Regions from separate parts of the Mus musculus genome. Here region 2 is linked to region 1. Evidence: chromatin contacts called from public ChIA-PET data. All regions are on one chromosome and are shown on one strand. The core of a region is the stretch at or near the end of the contact, and the rest is flanking DNA. Distances in the headings are between cores, read along the strand shown.

Region 1 (3,643 bases), core at 219-2,718:
GTACAATTGAAGTCCATTTTCTTGTCTTAGAAACTTAAGGAAGGGAGACATATTTTATATCCCCAAGCTTAACACAATGCCTAGCAAAAGAAAAGAAATAGTCATATGTTGTTAAACAACCACAATGAGGAAAAAAAAAAAAGCAAGAAATACCCAAGGGATTAAAATATGTGGATGCACGGGAAATGCAGAAAGCATTACCTGTGCAGAATCTGATGGGGCTCTTCAGTTGAGGCCTTATGACCTGGCCTATCTATCTAATATCAGAAATAAACTTTAGAATCATCTGACAAATACTACAAATCCTCATGAGAATTCAAGTTAAACACATGACTTGACATTTATTTGTTTAATCTGCTCAATAGATTTTTTTTTCCTGTGTCAACCATGAAAGCTAAAACTATTTCTAGGCCTTTCATCTTAGATCAGCTTTCCCTTAATTTCTACACTCCAAAATGTTGAACAAAAACATGCCCCTTTTTGTGGTTGGAAAGTTGGGCTTTACATAGAACTTTCAACACACAATTGTCAGCACCTGATTAGGGTCATTCTCAAGCCCGGGACTTTTCTTCCTTCCTTAAATAGGTCTTCTAGATGAATCATCGCTAGCCACTCTATGATTATGCCGAGACCAGATACACAGCTTATAAAGAACAGCACACGCTGTGGTCCTTGCATCAGTCTGTGCTCTGATTCAGGCAGATTTCATTTTCATTCAATAAAAAAATTAGAATGAATCGTCTGCAGGAGTTTGAGCCATCGGTTTCTGCTATGGGAGCAAGGAAACAAGAGTTGGCGAAAGCGCACATCCACCCATTTCCAGCTTATTAGCATTTCTGATTCGGAGATGAATTTGGTGGAAAAGGACGTAGATGGGACCTTTATGATACCAATTAAATTATTTTCTGTGCTCCATGTCATTAACAAAACCACATATACATTTCGTCATCTAACACTGAAGTAGAGCCTTGTTAACTATTTGACAACATACTCATACTCATGCCTATTTATTCACTGGATGGATTTAAGGAAATGTAACATTTTGGTGATCAATAAGGGTTTCTTGTCATAGGTACATACATGGTCCTGAGTATTAATATGAAAAAGTCTCATATCCTTTTCCCTGGATGAGGCTAAGAACAAACAAACAAGATGGAAAGAAGGAAAGTCCTCAAATCTGCCATGCTGCATAACATTAAAGTAGATAGAAGAGATAGTATCTAAGAGATAGTAGACAGTGTGTAGATAGTGCATATTCTTGCCTTTAATCTGTCTCTCGAATGACATCCAAAGTGTATGAAACCATGACCCTGTGTTTCTACAATTGAAGGCTATTTCCTGAGCAGCCGCAGACACACAGAGAAAGTTCCCACACAGCTGAAGCATTCAGAAGGAGGGGGAGAGCATCCTGAGCTAGACTTGCCTCTGGTAGGGTTTCAGACACATTGCTCCTCCAGAGCAAGACAGAAGCTACCCCTTTCTGAGTCGTTCTAGCATCCTCTGACTATGGTTTTGTACAACTGTTTCCACCTCTATCTCCTGAGGAAAGACATCAAAAGAAAACAAAGCTCTGACACAGGGAACCATCAGAGCCAACAAAGAACAATGCCCCCCCCCCCCCTCCTACCACAGGCAGCAGGAAACAGAAGAGTGAGCTGTAAAGTATGCTAAGCCAATTACGAGGAATGGGAGGAGACACTGGGCAGGGGAAGTAAAATCAGCCCAAGCTGGGCCAGCAGACATGGCTCAGGGAAGAGGCTGCCCATGGAGGCAGTCCCTCATAAAAAAGAAAAATGGAATTCGAAGAAAGAGATTTTTTATCATGCTTTTTCTTTATGCTGAGGGATGTTATCCATATTACAGTGAAATATGAAATATGAACCCTCCTTCATATCCCTCCTCCACCAACATACCCCATGAGGAAAATTTTGAGAGTTATGTGTTCCCTTAGCCTTTTTTTCTGAGAAATGCAAGTAAATTATTTACTACATTCTGAAATTGCTACTGACAGCTGGGTTCCTTTGCTCACAGCACTGTTCTGGATCAAAATTCAGGGATGGCTGCTTCATGAACAATGCAAATCCTTGCAAAAACAAAACAAAATAAAACAAAAAAAACACTAGGACAACCAACTTTGCCACCACTTCCCATGGGTTTGAACTTTTTGAATACTTTGTAGAATTCAGTCATGTCTTTAGACCGATTCCCTCTACACTCCAAGAACATCTTAATCCATCATCGTTTGTTATTATTTTGTCTTTGTCATACATAACTTACTACACCATTGAAGAAAAGTCTTTCTTCTTTGTATTCCAGGCTGTAATTGACCAAACTTCCAGGAAGCGAGTGGATACTTCATCAGGTGATGCATAAGCCAACCCGTTTAAAGATGCAGATGATGTTCTACTAATTAAAACATGATTTTCAAAATGGAAAAGCTAGGTGTACTGGCTGCTTTTGTGTGTCAACTTGACACAAGTTAGATTCATCAGAGAGGAGGGAGCCTCAGTTGAGGAAATGACTCCATGAGATCCAGCTATAAGGCATTTTCTCAATCATTGATCAATGCGGGAGGGCCCAATCCATTGTGAGTGGTGCCATTCCCTGGGCTGGTAGATCTGGGTTCTAGAAGAAAGCAGGCTGAGTAATCTATGTGAAGCAAACCAGGAATCTGCACTCCTCCATGGCCTCTGCAGCAGCTCCTGCTTCTAGGTTCTACTCCCTCTTGAGCTCATCTCCTGACTTTCTCGAATGATGGAGTATGCTCTAGAAGTATAATAAACCCTTTTTTCCCCAAGTTGCTTTTTGGTCATGATGTTTCATTGCAGCAATAGAAACCCAAGGATACTAGGTATAATAATCCACTTACGTAAATTCAGTCCTCTGTGGAGAGCCGTGCCGCGAACAATCGTGTGCGTGCCGTGAGCAATCACCATTCTAAGATGGCGCTGGCTTTCACTGCGCCTAACTAGTAAACAAGCCTTATGTGCAAGTGCAAGAGTGAACTCACACCTCGTCACTGCCCATCTCGCGGCGTAGCAATGGGGTGATGGGCGAGTAACGAATCAGGAGCTGTCACGCCACATCAGGTGCTGAAACGTCACGTTGCGGGCTATATAAGCAGCACCATTTTCCCAGTTCGGGTCTTCCCTCCTGATAAGTAAGCAATAAAAGCTTTGCTGCAGAAGATTCTGGTTGTCCTGAGTGTGTTCTTGCCGGCGGGGACAAAAGCTAGGGATAGTCCTCAAAAAATTGAGGCAGGAAAACCATGAGTTCAGAATCAACCCAGGCTACATTGAAGGCTAGCCTGAGCTACAAAGCCAAAATAGTACAAAATAGTACAAAATAGTAACAACTATTGTTGTCCAGCAACAGCAGCAAAAAAATATATGTAAGTCTGATAGCTTTAGTGATATTGATGGTATGTCAATTTTCTCCACCTCATTATGATTGGTCTTATCAAATACTTTATGTGTTGTGTGATTGTCACTGTCAATCCACACAGGAAGGCTTTTCTTGTTGGCCTTACCAAAGTGTCTTTGTTTCAGCAATGCATTTGGAACTCAATTAATACTACTCTACTTTAACTCCTAAGAAAACTGTCACTAACTTAAGCTTCTTCTGTTAGGAAGTAGTTATGTAA
Region 2 (3,716 bases), core at 464-2,963, 180 kb after region 1:
ACTTAGTTGTTTGTTCGCCATTTCCTTTGTGAGTCCTTGGGTCGTGTTTGTTTGTCCTTGCTTGTACACTTGTCTTTTTCCTTTGTAGACTGTGAACAGCCCTTAAGTTGCATTGAGGACAGATGTTTCTAGTAGGTGTGGTAGAAGGAGATGAAACTGGATAAGCTTGTGGGTTAAGAATCCAGGAGATGGATGCTTCCTAAAGGAAGAGAAAGAAAGAAAGAGTCTTTCATAGGGTAGAATGTATGTGACTATTGGACAGAGCCGTGGACAAGTTTTTTTTTTTTTTGGTTTTTGGTTTTTTTTTTCAGATGTCTTTGGGACTGATAGAAACTTTAGGAAGAAATGGTTTAGATGAGACAGGGTTAAGTATAATAATGGTGATTTCACTTGAAGTACTGCAGAATATTTAAATGATAACGTGGGTCCGCAGCTGTAACCTGGAGCAAGAAAGCAAGGTAGCAGATGGAGGCCATGTTGTTCTATGAGTTGCCAAGAGAGTCCGGCAAATACATGCAGTGATGCCCTCATTGAGGATGCTGTAAAGATTTAAAAAGCCAGTGAATTTGGTTAGAGGTGTATGAGAACTAAGTGATACAGTGAATAGAAGAGAGGAATGCTGGGTAACAAGACAGCTGCATAGAGAATGGTGGGGCCTGGAAAGCAACTTGAGATCATTAATCACTGTAGTCTCATCTCAGTAGTGTGTGCTCAGGGATGGATCCAGTTGCCAACCTCAAGGAGAGAATCAGGGATGGGGCTGCATTGAGGACAGATGTTTCTAGTAGGTGTGGTAGAAGGAGATGAAACTGGATAGCTCCTGGGTTAAGAGAATCCAGGAGATGGATGCTTCTCAAGGGAAAAGAAAGATGGTCTTTTATGGGGTAGAATGTATGTGAATATCGGCAAGCCAAGTGAGAGACCTAACTGAAAGGCATTGAGATGCTGTCCTGCAGTGGCAATTAAGGAAACAGGCTTACTCCAGGAGTGCAGATCATGTAAGAAAGTCGTGAAATCAGAAATCAGGAATATTCTGGGAAGATGAGATGTCAGTCGGTTGTATTTTACAGTGACTCATGTAAGTTATTAATGAACTAAAACCTGATTCTTTGGGAGAGGGCAGAGGTTTTTTGTTTTGTTTTGGTTTTTGTTTGTAGTTTTAGTTTTGGTTTGGTTTGGCTTTGTGGTTTGGTTTTCTTTGGTTTGGTTTGATACAAGGTCTCATCCAGCCCTGGCTGGCCTAGAACCTGTTATGTAGACCAGAACTCAGGACAGTTGGCCTACCTCTGTTTCCCCTGCTTCCTGAACACCAGGATTAAAGGCGTGTGTCACTGTGTCTAGCCTTAAGAAGTGTTTTAGTTTGTTTTTCAGTGGGTATGGTTGGTGCAAGCAAGCCCGAGACAGAAACTGTAGAACATCAAGTTCAAGCCCAGCCAGCATATATACCAAGTTCCAGGATACCTAGAGATGCATACTGAGTCCTTCTCTCTCTCTCTCTCTCTCTCTCTCTCTCTCTCTCTCTCTCTCTCTCTCTCTCTCTCTCTCTCTCCACCCAACTCCTCAATTAGTTAAAGATGTCTTTTTTTTTTTTTTTTTTAATCCAGATGGCTTGTGTCTTCCAGGGGTCAGTAATTAACCAGATGGGCTTAGTAGGAAGATCAGAGAAAGTCATACATAAAGACACGGGGAAGTTAGCTTTTGAGGGAAGCTAGTATTGCTAAGGAGTCTGGTGGCCTTAGAAGTCAGAACACGTGACAAGATTTGGTAAACTAATCAGAGAAGTTGTGCCAGAGAGGAAATCTGAAAATAGAGCAATTCCAGGTGATGACCCTATTGGGTGGCACTGGCCTTTAGTTACGGTCAGAACAAAGGAAGGCCAGCAATTGGTGGGGGTGGGGGAGTAAGAGGAGAAAGATTGGGAATGCGGGAAGAGCTTAGAGGACCATTGGTGATGTGATGGAGTGTGCCACAGTTCTGATGCCCAGACTCTCTGCACTTATTGAGTTAACCATAAATCAAATGCTGCCTAATATCTTCTTAAAATATAGTTTATTTTCCAGCCACATTACTTGAACTAGCATGAAAGGGAGTATTGATTTTTTTTTTTCCAAGCTCCTCTTCAGTACCTATAGCTAGAGATTGCAAAAGACCATCTACAACCAGACTCCATAAATGCAGTAGAAAGGAAGACACGGGCAAGGGCCTCATCCTCTCGGCTTGGTGCTCAGTTTTCAAGTGCTGGGCCAAATCCTTGAAATTACAGAGTTTTCAATTAGTGAGACAGAAAGCTCATGTCAGTTTGCAGAAAAGAGTTAGCCTCCCTCAGGACTGCCGGCTTTATTTTTGTGAGGCTGTTGGGTGACATAATGAGCATCCTGTTTCCCTAAGCATGTACGTGTAGGCTCTTGTGAATTGACAGGCTAGAAGCTCTTGAGCACTGAGTAGGCCGGCGGAGCAGCTGGCGTGACATTCAAGTGTTCATGGTGCCTCTTAGCTCCTGAACAGAAGGGAAAAACACTGTTTTAAATTAGAAATCTCTTCCTTGACTGAAGCTGAAAATTTCAGCACCAGAGAGACTAGAAAATGATAGAACATTTGGTTCTCATATTTAACCGGAGGTATAGTATGTTCTTATATTTGGTAAATTGCACAGGATTATATAAAATTAACTTTATTTTGGAGCTTTTCAAAAGCACCCCCCTAAGCAAAAACCTTTGCAACCAAGAATCTTACTGTAAAAATGAAAGATGCCTAAGTAGATCAACAGAATTGGGGGGGAAAAGTATAGTTTATCTTAGAGGTATGAATAGAAGGTAGCTATGTAATTCAAGCATTTTGTTAAATTTGTTAAAATCAATGCCTTAAGGTGCTTAAACTTTTTTAGTTTGAAAGTAGAAAATTATTCACAGTATTTGTGAAATATGAGACTTAAGTAGAAAAATATCAGTGTATTTGGTATTAAAACCAAAACAGTTCAGAGTACCAGCTCACAAAATATTTGTAGAAAATAATCTGCTTTGAGTTATTCATGCAAATTACGAATGAGTAATTTGCCTATTTAGTCCAGGAACTTTTGGATCAAGATGGACATCCAACAGTTAGTTCATGAGTCAAAGTTCAGGTCACAGTCTCATAAAATAGTGACTTACAAAATTGACAGCAGGATCATCATCCCTAGCATCCCAGAATTTAGAAATATGTTTTCCTACTGTGTGCTGCATCAATTGAAGACTTTTCTGAGGTGGAGCCCAGCAGGGCCCATTTTAAGAGCCCTACAAACATTACCAATAAGTAGACAGTGGGGCTGAGAAGTACAGATCTGCAGTACATAGTAGCAATAACGTTAAAATTTATCATGTTTGTTAAATCGAGAGGTTGTGGTTTGTTGATTCTGTAGGTACATCCTTGCGAGATTAGGCCGGTCTCCTCATAGATGTGGGTGTCACACCAGTCCACTGGATAAGATTCTACCAACTTACCTGCTTGTAAAGCAAACGGATCTCTAGTTATCGTTAAGATATCTGTGCTTTAGTTCATTGCCATTGAGATCTTGATTATATACACTAAGTGCTGTGTTGTTATGAGCTTGTAGTCTTAGTATGTGCTGGAAATGGAAGTTATCAAAAGCCCAGAGATGTGGTCGAATGGCCAGTCTATGCCTCTGCTTCAGTTGAGGCTGGCATACACTTTTATAGATGAAAAGTTCGTGGGAATAC

Evidence for each region. ChIA-PET counts read pairs in DNA pulled down with a chosen protein or histone mark.
Region 2: an RNA polymerase II ChIA-PET map of memory CD8 T cells shows a contact between it and region 1, with 19 read pairs. The contact joins two enhancer-like sites. A contact is called at or near these places in 1 of 484 Hi-C or Micro-C datasets (bone marrow-derived macrophages) and 3 of 115 datasets of contacts at active chromatin or transcription factors (CD8 T cells, bone marrow-derived dendritic cells and memory CD8 T cells).

Annotation. Positions count from the first base shown.
Region 1 is chr10:98,780,578-98,784,220 of GRCm38.p6, forward strand. No RefSeq gene overlaps it. Among named protein-coding and RNA genes, the nearest start is that of Gm40750, 25 kb to the right of the region's middle. Within about 2 kb of position 1,469, at least 72 of the 459 cell types and tissues checked have an H3K27ac peak or open chromatin away from gene starts, as enhancers often do. A contact at or near this core is called in memory CD8 T cells, where this site is marked.
Region 2 is chr10:98,957,173-98,960,888 of GRCm38.p6, forward strand. The region is part of intron 1 of Atp2b1 (ATPase, Ca++ transporting, plasma membrane 1); the gene reads left to right. Among named protein-coding and RNA genes, the nearest start is that of Atp2b1, 44 kb to the left of the region's middle. Within about 2 kb of position 1,714, at least 35 of the 459 cell types and tissues checked have an H3K27ac peak or open chromatin away from gene starts, as enhancers often do. A contact at or near this core is called in memory CD8 T cells, where this site is marked.